3 separate regions of the Mus musculus genome follow, and regions 1 and 3 are each linked to region 2. Evidence: chromatin contacts called from public Hi-C and HiCAR-type data. All regions are on one chromosome and are shown on one strand. The core of a region is the stretch at or near the end of the contact, and the rest is flanking DNA. Distances in the headings are between cores, read along the strand shown. Region 1 has its middle 54 kb from the start of Gm30789. Region 2 overlaps Gm30789 (predicted gene, 30789). Region 3 has its middle 42 kb from the start of 4930433B08Rik.

The links. A called contact is a pair of places that touch in the nucleus more often than the background predicts. HiCAR-type assays count read pairs that join an accessible place to other places.
Region 1: a contact with region 2 is called in a Hi-C map of embryonic stem cells, with 2.8 times the contacts expected there. The contact joins two enhancer-like sites. A contact is called at or near these places in 1 of 15 datasets of contacts at CTCF or cohesin (embryonic stem cells), 10 of 484 Hi-C or Micro-C datasets (cerebellar granule neurons, cerebellum, embryonic stem cells and 2 more), 8 of 115 datasets of contacts at active chromatin or transcription factors (all in embryonic stem cells) and 1 of 9 other capture datasets (embryonic stem cells).
Region 3: a HiCAR-type map of embryonic stem cells shows a contact between it and region 2, with 4 times the contacts expected there. The contact joins two enhancer-like sites. A contact is called at or near these places in 2 of 484 Hi-C or Micro-C datasets (embryonic stem cells and nephron progenitors), 6 of 115 datasets of contacts at active chromatin or transcription factors (differentiating embryonic stem cells and embryonic stem cells) and 1 of 9 other capture datasets (embryonic stem cells).

Annotation. Positions count from the first base shown.
Region 1 is chr3:18,695,930-18,698,629 of GRCm38.p6, forward strand. No RefSeq gene overlaps it. Among named protein-coding and RNA genes, the nearest start is that of Gm30789, 54 kb to the left of the region's middle. Within about 2 kb of position 1,257, at least 5 of the 459 cell types and tissues checked have an H3K27ac peak or open chromatin away from gene starts, as enhancers often do. A contact at or near this core is called in embryonic stem cells, where this site is marked.
Region 2 is chr3:18,623,601-18,626,300 of GRCm38.p6, forward strand. Gm30789 (predicted gene, 30789) reads right to left here. Exons shown (of 4, transcript NR_166210.1): 4 at 1-2,453. Among named protein-coding and RNA genes, the nearest start is that of Gm30723, 7.6 kb to the left of the region's middle. Within about 2 kb of position 1,296, at least 196 of the 459 cell types and tissues checked have an H3K27ac peak or open chromatin away from gene starts, as enhancers often do. A contact at or near this core is called in differentiating embryonic stem cells and embryonic stem cells, where this site is marked.
Region 3 is chr3:18,521,399-18,524,098 of GRCm38.p6, forward strand. It overlaps the pseudogene Gm6369. Among named protein-coding and RNA genes, the nearest start is that of 4930433B08Rik, 42 kb to the left of the region's middle. Within about 2 kb of position 1,438, at least 6 of the 459 cell types and tissues checked have an H3K27ac peak or open chromatin away from gene starts, as enhancers often do. A contact at or near this core is called in differentiating embryonic stem cells and embryonic stem cells, where this site is marked.

The DNA.
Region 1 (2,700 bases), core at 7-2,506, 72 kb after region 2:
GTGACATCATGAAAAGGTGCTGGATAAGGAAATGCATCACCTTCAGAGGACATCCTTGATGCAACACCCTCTACCAAGATCTATATCACTTCAAAACCCCACCAAGCAAAATCAAATCCCGGATGTTCTAAGGAAAGGCACAGGAACTCCATAAGCACCAATGGAAGAATACCAAGATGACTTCTGATCTTGTTAAACCAGCCAGACAGAGAAAAATATGCAGTCCCACATTCATGTCTCCCCAAACTCTACTACAATTCCAGACATTTTAAAAACAGGTCTAGAGAAAGAATTAGGATGATAGCTCAGTGGAACTGTCTTTGCCTAGCATATACAAGGCTCTGGCTTTAATTTCTAGCAACAGAGAAAGAAAGAAAGAAAGAAAGAAAGAAAGAAAGAAAGAAAGAAAGAAAGAAAGAAAGAAAGAAAGAAAGAAAGAAAGAGAGAAAGAAAGAAAGAAAGAAAGAGAGAGAGAGAGGTAAAGAAAGAATGGAAGGAAGAAAGGGAGGGAGGGAGGGAAGAAGGGAGGGGGGAGCACGGATAATAGAAAAGACAAGAAAATAGAAACAGTATCATATAGCAGTATGGTAATGAAAGACCCACAACGTGAGGACTCCCCCACGTTCTGACTCAGGAGAGGCGACACCCCAAAATCACCAACGAGAAAACGGTCTTGTTGCAAATTGCAAGAGGATTTTTATTCAAGAGCGCTCTCGGGCCCACGGTCATACACCACGCAGGGGTAGAGGACTGTGGCGCGCCGAGTAGCTGGGTAAGGGGGTATTTAAAGGAAGAAACCGAAACTCAAGGAAGTGGGGAGGGCTTTGTTGGAAGATACCAAAGATACCAGTTAAGAGTCACAAGGAAGTGTAAAGTTACAAGAGTCACAAGGAATACCTGGTAATTGTTAACTCTCAAGACAGCTTCTAAGAGCCCCTAACAATAGCACATTTGCATTGCAGGTTCTGGTAATGGCCAGGGTGACTTTCTTTGAATGAGCACTCTTTGAACCCAGGAAGCGGGTGGGTAGAGGAATGTCGCTATCTCTTTTATGATTAGCATACCTTTACAAAGGCCACATTCCCAAGCCTGGGCCTAAAGGCCTAGAATTCTGTTTTTACATTGTTATACTTTCAGTAACTTAACATGTCTTTATAATTCAAAATGTAAAACTCTCAAAGCAAACAAAAGTATTGTCTAGGACAGAACTTTAAATACCCTTCCATTCAATGTTTGTAACTTTACTTGCCCAACGTCTTTGAATATAATGACATTTCTCCTTTTCTATGTAAAATCAATACACCTTTCAATGTTGCACTATAAATTTCTGACCCCAAGATTGTCTGTTCCATTCAGAGTATCTGAGCTTCAGTTCAGTTCTTTGCGCATCATCTTGTTCTTCCCAAAAATCATTTTCCCAATAACACAGTGTGTGGGCTGAAGAGGAATTCCTTTCTTTTGGATTAAAAGGAGGTAGAAAGATGGAATTTTATTTAAAAACATTTTCTAGAGTGATTGTACTTGGAATTTGAGGCAAGGAGGGAGGGTGTCATCAGTCATTTAAATGTTTCATTTAAATGACAATAAGTACCCAACTCTTTAGATTCCAACTAGTGGCAAGACCACTATTTCTTGTCATGATTCTATTAGTATACATTCCATAAAATAGGCTCCAGGAGACAATAGGTTAGGGGTGGTGAATCCCCAATCTTTGAAATCTAGAAGACTGGTTTTCATGTGTGGACTCTTCTGTTAAACTTCAAAAGGATAGTCAGGGCCTCAGATCTCCTTCCTACTTTTTAAATAGAAAAGAAACTAAGGAAGGCAAAGAATACTGTGGTTTACAGCTGGAACGTCTCCCACAAGCCCATGTTAAAGGCTTAGTCCCTAGGTTGATCTTATTGGCAGGTGCTGATCTCTTTAGAAGTGTCTTTAGGTAATGAAGGAGTGCCCTTGAAGGACATACTGGTCCCCAGACCCCTTTGCTTTCTGGCGACAAGAGGAGCAGTAAGCTCCCTCCTGAGACCAGTGCCATTGCTTCCCAATACTACTATTGTCTTAGTTACTGTTCTATTACTGTAAAGAGATATCATTGCCAATTACAATAAACCTTATAATAAAAAATCATTTCATTGGGAACTCGCTTACAGTTTCAGAGTGTGAGTCTATGCCCTTCAAACTAAGAAACCTGGCAGCAGGCAGGTGGGCATGGCACTAGAGCAAGCAGTAGTTGAGAGTTTATAGCTGATCCACAAGCAGGAGGCAGAGAACTGGAGACTGCACCTGGCACAGGCTTTAGAAGCCTTCAAGCCCACCCTCAGGAATGCACCTCAACAAGGCCACAGATCCTACTTTCCTAAACAGTCCCACCAACAGGAAACCAAACATTTGGGCCTATGGGGGCCATTCTCATTCAAAGCACAATTACCCCAAAAGGATCTCAAAGCAGTGGTTCCACCTGACTATGGAATGCAACCATCACAAATAAAAATGAGTGCCTTTCTTTCACTTCTGTGACAAGATATCAGGCAGGTCAGCTTGGCATGAACTCCTAATCTCCCTGCCTTTGTCTTCTATGTGCTGGAATCAGAGGGATGTGCCACCATACTGGCTAATCATTTCAACTTATTAGTTGATTGTCTCAAGTATTCTTTATGGTAATAGAAAACTGACACACACATAAAAGAAAAGATTAGATAT
Region 2 (2,700 bases), core at 46-2,545:
TACAGAGATGGATGGATGGATATAGCAAGTACATACAGCACTTTAAGGACATCTCTGCTCATGAACATGAGTTTTAAACTGTCTCAAGGAAATTTCTCTAAGCAAGATTTTAGTTTGGGACTTAGAGTTAAAGGACACTAATGGTGTATGGCTGTGTATCTGGCACAGATCAAGAGAAATTCCATGCTAGAGATGACTGGAGCATAAATATCTGAGTTTGGGCCAAGCTCTAATTACTAAACCTCATTTTAGAAGTATGTTTCCATACTGTCATGGTCCAGTAGGCCATCTCTTAAAGAAAGACTCAGAACTGCCACCGTTAGGAAGCAAAAGATTTCTTTCTCCCTGAGTAACTGGAGCTGCTGCTGAGCGATGACTCATCCTACCACCCCTCCTGGTGGCAGCACTGATGAATGTGTCTTTAAACAGTCGCTATTCCAGGAAGCCAAAGACCACAGAAAAAATACACAGCATTTCCTGTGTAAAAACAGCAGGCAGCCACCAGCCTAACACCAGCCCTGTTGTCATGCAAGAACACCCCCCACTGCCCAAGGAGGTAGGTCAAGGGAGAAAGGTCAGGCAGAGAGCTCTGTGCCCCGAAGAGGGCTTTAAAACCTACATTTTCTCCCTGGGAATCTTCTCAATTCTGCAAAGCCTGCACATAGTGGGTACTCAGCACTCAGTAGGTATTACCTACTAAAGAACAAGAAAACACAAAGGGTCTTTTGTTCTTAACAAACCACACTTCCCTTTGATATGCAGTAAGTTAGCTCCACTCTTATACTCTGTGAAAACACAGTCCTTCCCCCCAAAGAGCAAGACTTTCCTGTCACTCAAAATAGGAGCTTTTCCCCGTGTTTTCTTGAATTTCACATACACAAATCAAGGATGAGTCCCCTTTAGATGCATTTCTATATCACTGCACCAGAATCCTGGCATTCAAATTGTACCTATAATAAGAGTAGAGAATTCCCATGGAAATCCAGGGCCGGGTGACTCAGTATTTCTCAGCTGTCAAACAGTTTACATTGTGGGGGATGAAGCAGGAGCAGGGTTTGGATCTTAAATGAAGCAAGCCCGCAACATTAACTAGAAGGTTACAACTTTTTAAAAAGAGAATGGACGAAAAGTTAGAAGGGGTAAGTTCCCTCAGCCAGCTTGTAATAGAAAACTCCAGGACCAGACACAGATCCTGGAAACTTTAGAGAAAGAAGATTGGAAAAGTCTAGTTTTGCTTTCAATCTCCGGTCCTGGCGATTGGGAGGAAGAACAACAGTGGAACTGTGCCAAGGGATCAGGAGGGAGGAAGAGGGGCGCCTGCTCTCATCAGGACCCGCCCTCCCTGACCTGAAATCAGTGTCCTTACTTCTCAAAAGATGGTAGTGGATTTGAGTCCCACTGCAGGTTAGCTGTTCCTCATTTCCCTCCATTTATAAGCGGTTGGGGCTTCTAATTTTTTTTCCTCTGGGGTTAGGAGAAACGGAAATTTGTTTAAACTTCCTGACCCCTGCAGATTCCCTGTGATTTGCTCAAAACAAAACAGTATCTCTGCATTTCTTCAACCTTGTGCTCAAACCCAAAGGAACCTCCACATAGTAAACAGATACAGAAAGAAAACACACTAGCTCTATCAAGAAAGAAACCTGCTCTGAACTCGCAGAGACAACTCCCTGCTGGAGTTTCCCCCTTTCCTTTCTTCCTTTCTTCCTTTCTTTGTAGCCACGTCTCCATTCTACAACACTTACTGGTTACTTAATACCGTTTACATAACCACTGCCCCGTACACATTTGCATTTTATATTTGCGTTCAAAAATATCCGCCTAAAGTTGGGCAAACTCCGGCTGCAGAAACCAGGTCCACTCTCCCTGCGTTTGGGTGTCCCGGGTACCTGCCAGCTGTGCGTCCTCGGAATTGAGGACATCGTGTTTTCAATTTTCTTCAATAAAGCAATGAATCTGGCAATTTGCTGGCCTGCTTCAGCTAAACAGAAAGGACAATTTGAGAAGGATCATAGTTCAGGCCCAGTCAGACGGAAACGATTGAAAACAGAGAGCTGGCCGCTGTGGTTCCCCAGTGCAGCGCGCTGTCGCAGTTTGACTGACAAACTGACTTTTTCGAGGTGCTCATGCCCATTTCAGTCAGAGTTTATTGAAGGTGATTTTGATCTTCTCCATGAGGCCACAGCAGTGGCCGTGCCATCTGTCACCTTGATTGCATCGTGGATTCTCTGGAGAGAGCGCCATGGCTCCTGATCACTTACAGATTGTGCGGCTTTCTCCTCCATACGGACCACATGCGCAGAGCCAGATGGTGAACATAGACGCTGATTATAAGTCTTTATCTCCGTGCAGGAAGGAGAGGAACTATTAGGTTTCCCTCAGGAGCTCTGCTCCTCTCTACCCTCATGCTGCTCCTCCGCAAATACAGTCTTCTTCAGCTGTCATCGGCCTACCTTGGAAAATTAAAAAAATAAACAATAATTCCATCACCGGGGCCGGGAACCCAAGCTGGTGCAGCAGAGCGGTCCCCTGGCCTTGCTCCCCTTCTCACAGGCCCCGCCCCACCCCCACCGCCTGTCTGCCTGTCAGCATTAGGTACAAAGAAGTTTGTTTGGGAATTAATATGTTAGTTTTTGAGAACTCGGGAGGGACCCACTATTTTAAATGAAGCCTCAGGACTTGCAGCTTTCTTGTGTGATT
Region 3 (2,700 bases), core at 188-2,687, 100 kb before region 2:
AGTAGCCAAGAACCTGAGACTAGAAAGGTTATGGTATAGGGGAGGCAGGGATGGGAAACAAACCTAATACTATTGTTTTAAAGAACTGAGAGAACATAGCAATAAAATTACTACTCATAGCCAGGCGTGGTGGCGCATGCCTTTAATCCCAGCACTTGGAAGGCAGAGGCAGGTGGATTTCTGAGTTCAAGGCCAGCCTGGTCTACAGAGTTCCAGGATAGCCAGTGCTACACAGAGAAACCCTGTCTCGAAAAACCAAAAAAAAAAGAAAAAAATTTACTACCCTTTTACATGTGTAGCCATAGATCAATGCCTTGTTCAGCCCTCAACAAAGAACCTTCTTGTAGTAATTGGGAACTATTTTGTCAAACCCTTCCCCTCATACATCAGGGAACTTATGCAGAGCAAGCAGAAAGATGGTAAGACCCAGAGGTGATGATTGACTCTAAGGAAAGTGTATCTTCCAAATACTGTAGGACTGATGCACATAAAAGTCACAGAGTCAGTGGCAGAATACACCAGACCTGGATAAGTCAAGCCAGATCAGCTCCCAGTGTGGAGACGGGGAAGGGAACAAATGTTTAAGACATAGTATGAAAAGTGTGGAGACGGGGAAGGGAACAAATGTTTAAGACATAGTATGAAAAGTGATCCCCAGGTAGAGCAGTCTCTGGATGGTCATTCCTTCAGTCTCTGCTCTATTTAACTCCTTCCATGTTACAGGAAATTTTCATAAGTGGCACACAAGTATCCTTTACTGTAAAAGAATAAAATTGACTTTTAAAATCTTTTATGTGAATTTGTGCACACATCCATCTATTCAAGTTTTAATTTTAATATATACTTAGGTTTCAAATAACAATGATAATACTAAACATTCTGAGGCCCTAAAGCATTAAACTATGTAAACAGAATTATTTAATCCTGTTTTTACCTAAACCTACTACAGTTGAGCCCATTATGTGCCCTGTGATGCCATTCACAAGACTTTTCTTGATGAACTACTTCATAGGGAGATGTATGTATATATGTATGTATGTATGTATGTATGTATGTATGTACTTACTTATTTAGGTCTATTCTACCAAACATCTGTTACAGAAAATATCTTTCTGAAGGCTGATCTTAGTGGGAAAAGGAAGAGTCACAGATGTCTCAATTATATTTATACTCTTTACTTCCAAACAACCACGGCATAAAGCTAGATTTGTTATCCATTCTCCATTCAACCCTTTAGGGGTTGAAGATTTACATTAGCCATTTCACCTCTGAGTCACCTTCCCCCTCTTTGATGTAATGCAACAGAATGAGGGCTCGCATTTAATTAAACAGGAATCTGGATCCAGCTGTGGGCCATGCAATCAGTCTTTGTGTGAGCAAAGGGGGTGGAATGCCTGGCCCATAGATCATTCTTGCATGGAAATCTGCTTTGACTACAAGCCATCCACAGGCCACTGAAAATGAATTCCCCTATATGAATGACTCCGGGTCTGCAGCTGCACCCCTGTCCCCAACTCACCTCAGGGAAAGAACCAAGATGGCTGAAAGGGCTTGATTTGTTATCTTCCTGTAAGTGTCTTTTAATCAAAGGACGTCTGCCCTGCCTGTTGATACACCAACGTTTCCTTGTTGGTTACTCGCAGCTCCATAGACGAGGCTTGCTGTTAGTGCTCTTTTTGCACATGCATCTTTCCAGATGGCATCATTCAGCTATTTGATACATTCCGCTCAGATTCTATAAAGACAGCTTTTTCAAATGCAGATTCTTCCTGCAATATGATGGTCTTTCAAAAGATATCTTTCTGGTCTTTCTGATTTGTAGGTGGGTTCACTCACAAAACTCATCTTCTTGAAGGGAAGGCTATGAAAGCCATTTGTTAGAGAGACAGGCCAGCTATAGTCAGTGAAGAGTCAAGATGTGTGTGTTTTGCTTAGACTGAGGAAAGTGGGAAGAGATTCATTAATTGGGGGCCATTTGCTAACAAGAAAGAGTAAATAAAGCCCTTGGGGCCTACCCAGAAAAAGGTGCTCAGGTTTGAGTCTAAAATGACTCCCAACTCTCCTGATTTGAATGCTTATTTCTCAGCTGGTGGTGTGCTTGGAAACTTTTAAGAGATCAGGCCTTGCTGGTATAAAGAAGGTTACAGAAGTAAACTTGTCAAGACGATATTCACCCCTTGTTCAGTCTAACGCTCCTTGTTCACTGATCTGTGGTAATACGATTCACCTCATTCATAGGCTGCTGTTACCAAAAGCTCCACAGGCCATTCCAGACTCTCTGGGCTAAGACCCCCTGAAACAATGAGCCAAAGTAAGGTTTCCACAAGTTCTTTCTGTCACATGACAGAAAGCTGACAAAACAAAGCTACATAGCTCACTTATTATATACAGCTAAGAAGAAGATGGAATGAATCTATAAATGTCCTGAATGGCAGAAACAGAGCGTTGTCTTGCCAGAAAGGATTGGGGCAGATAGGGATGCCATCTAAAGTAAGAACAAAGTTTCAAAATTTCTCTGCCATATTTCTCTATATAATTCAGCAAGCCAAGTAACAAATTCCTGTTAACATGGAATTTTTGCAACTTGAAGCACTGTAACTACAGATAAGCATACTCTCTACAATAATAAATAACTTGATTAAATGTCGATTTGCCTCAAATTCTTCTGATTGCTGAAACTCACCTGTAGAAGCTAATGGA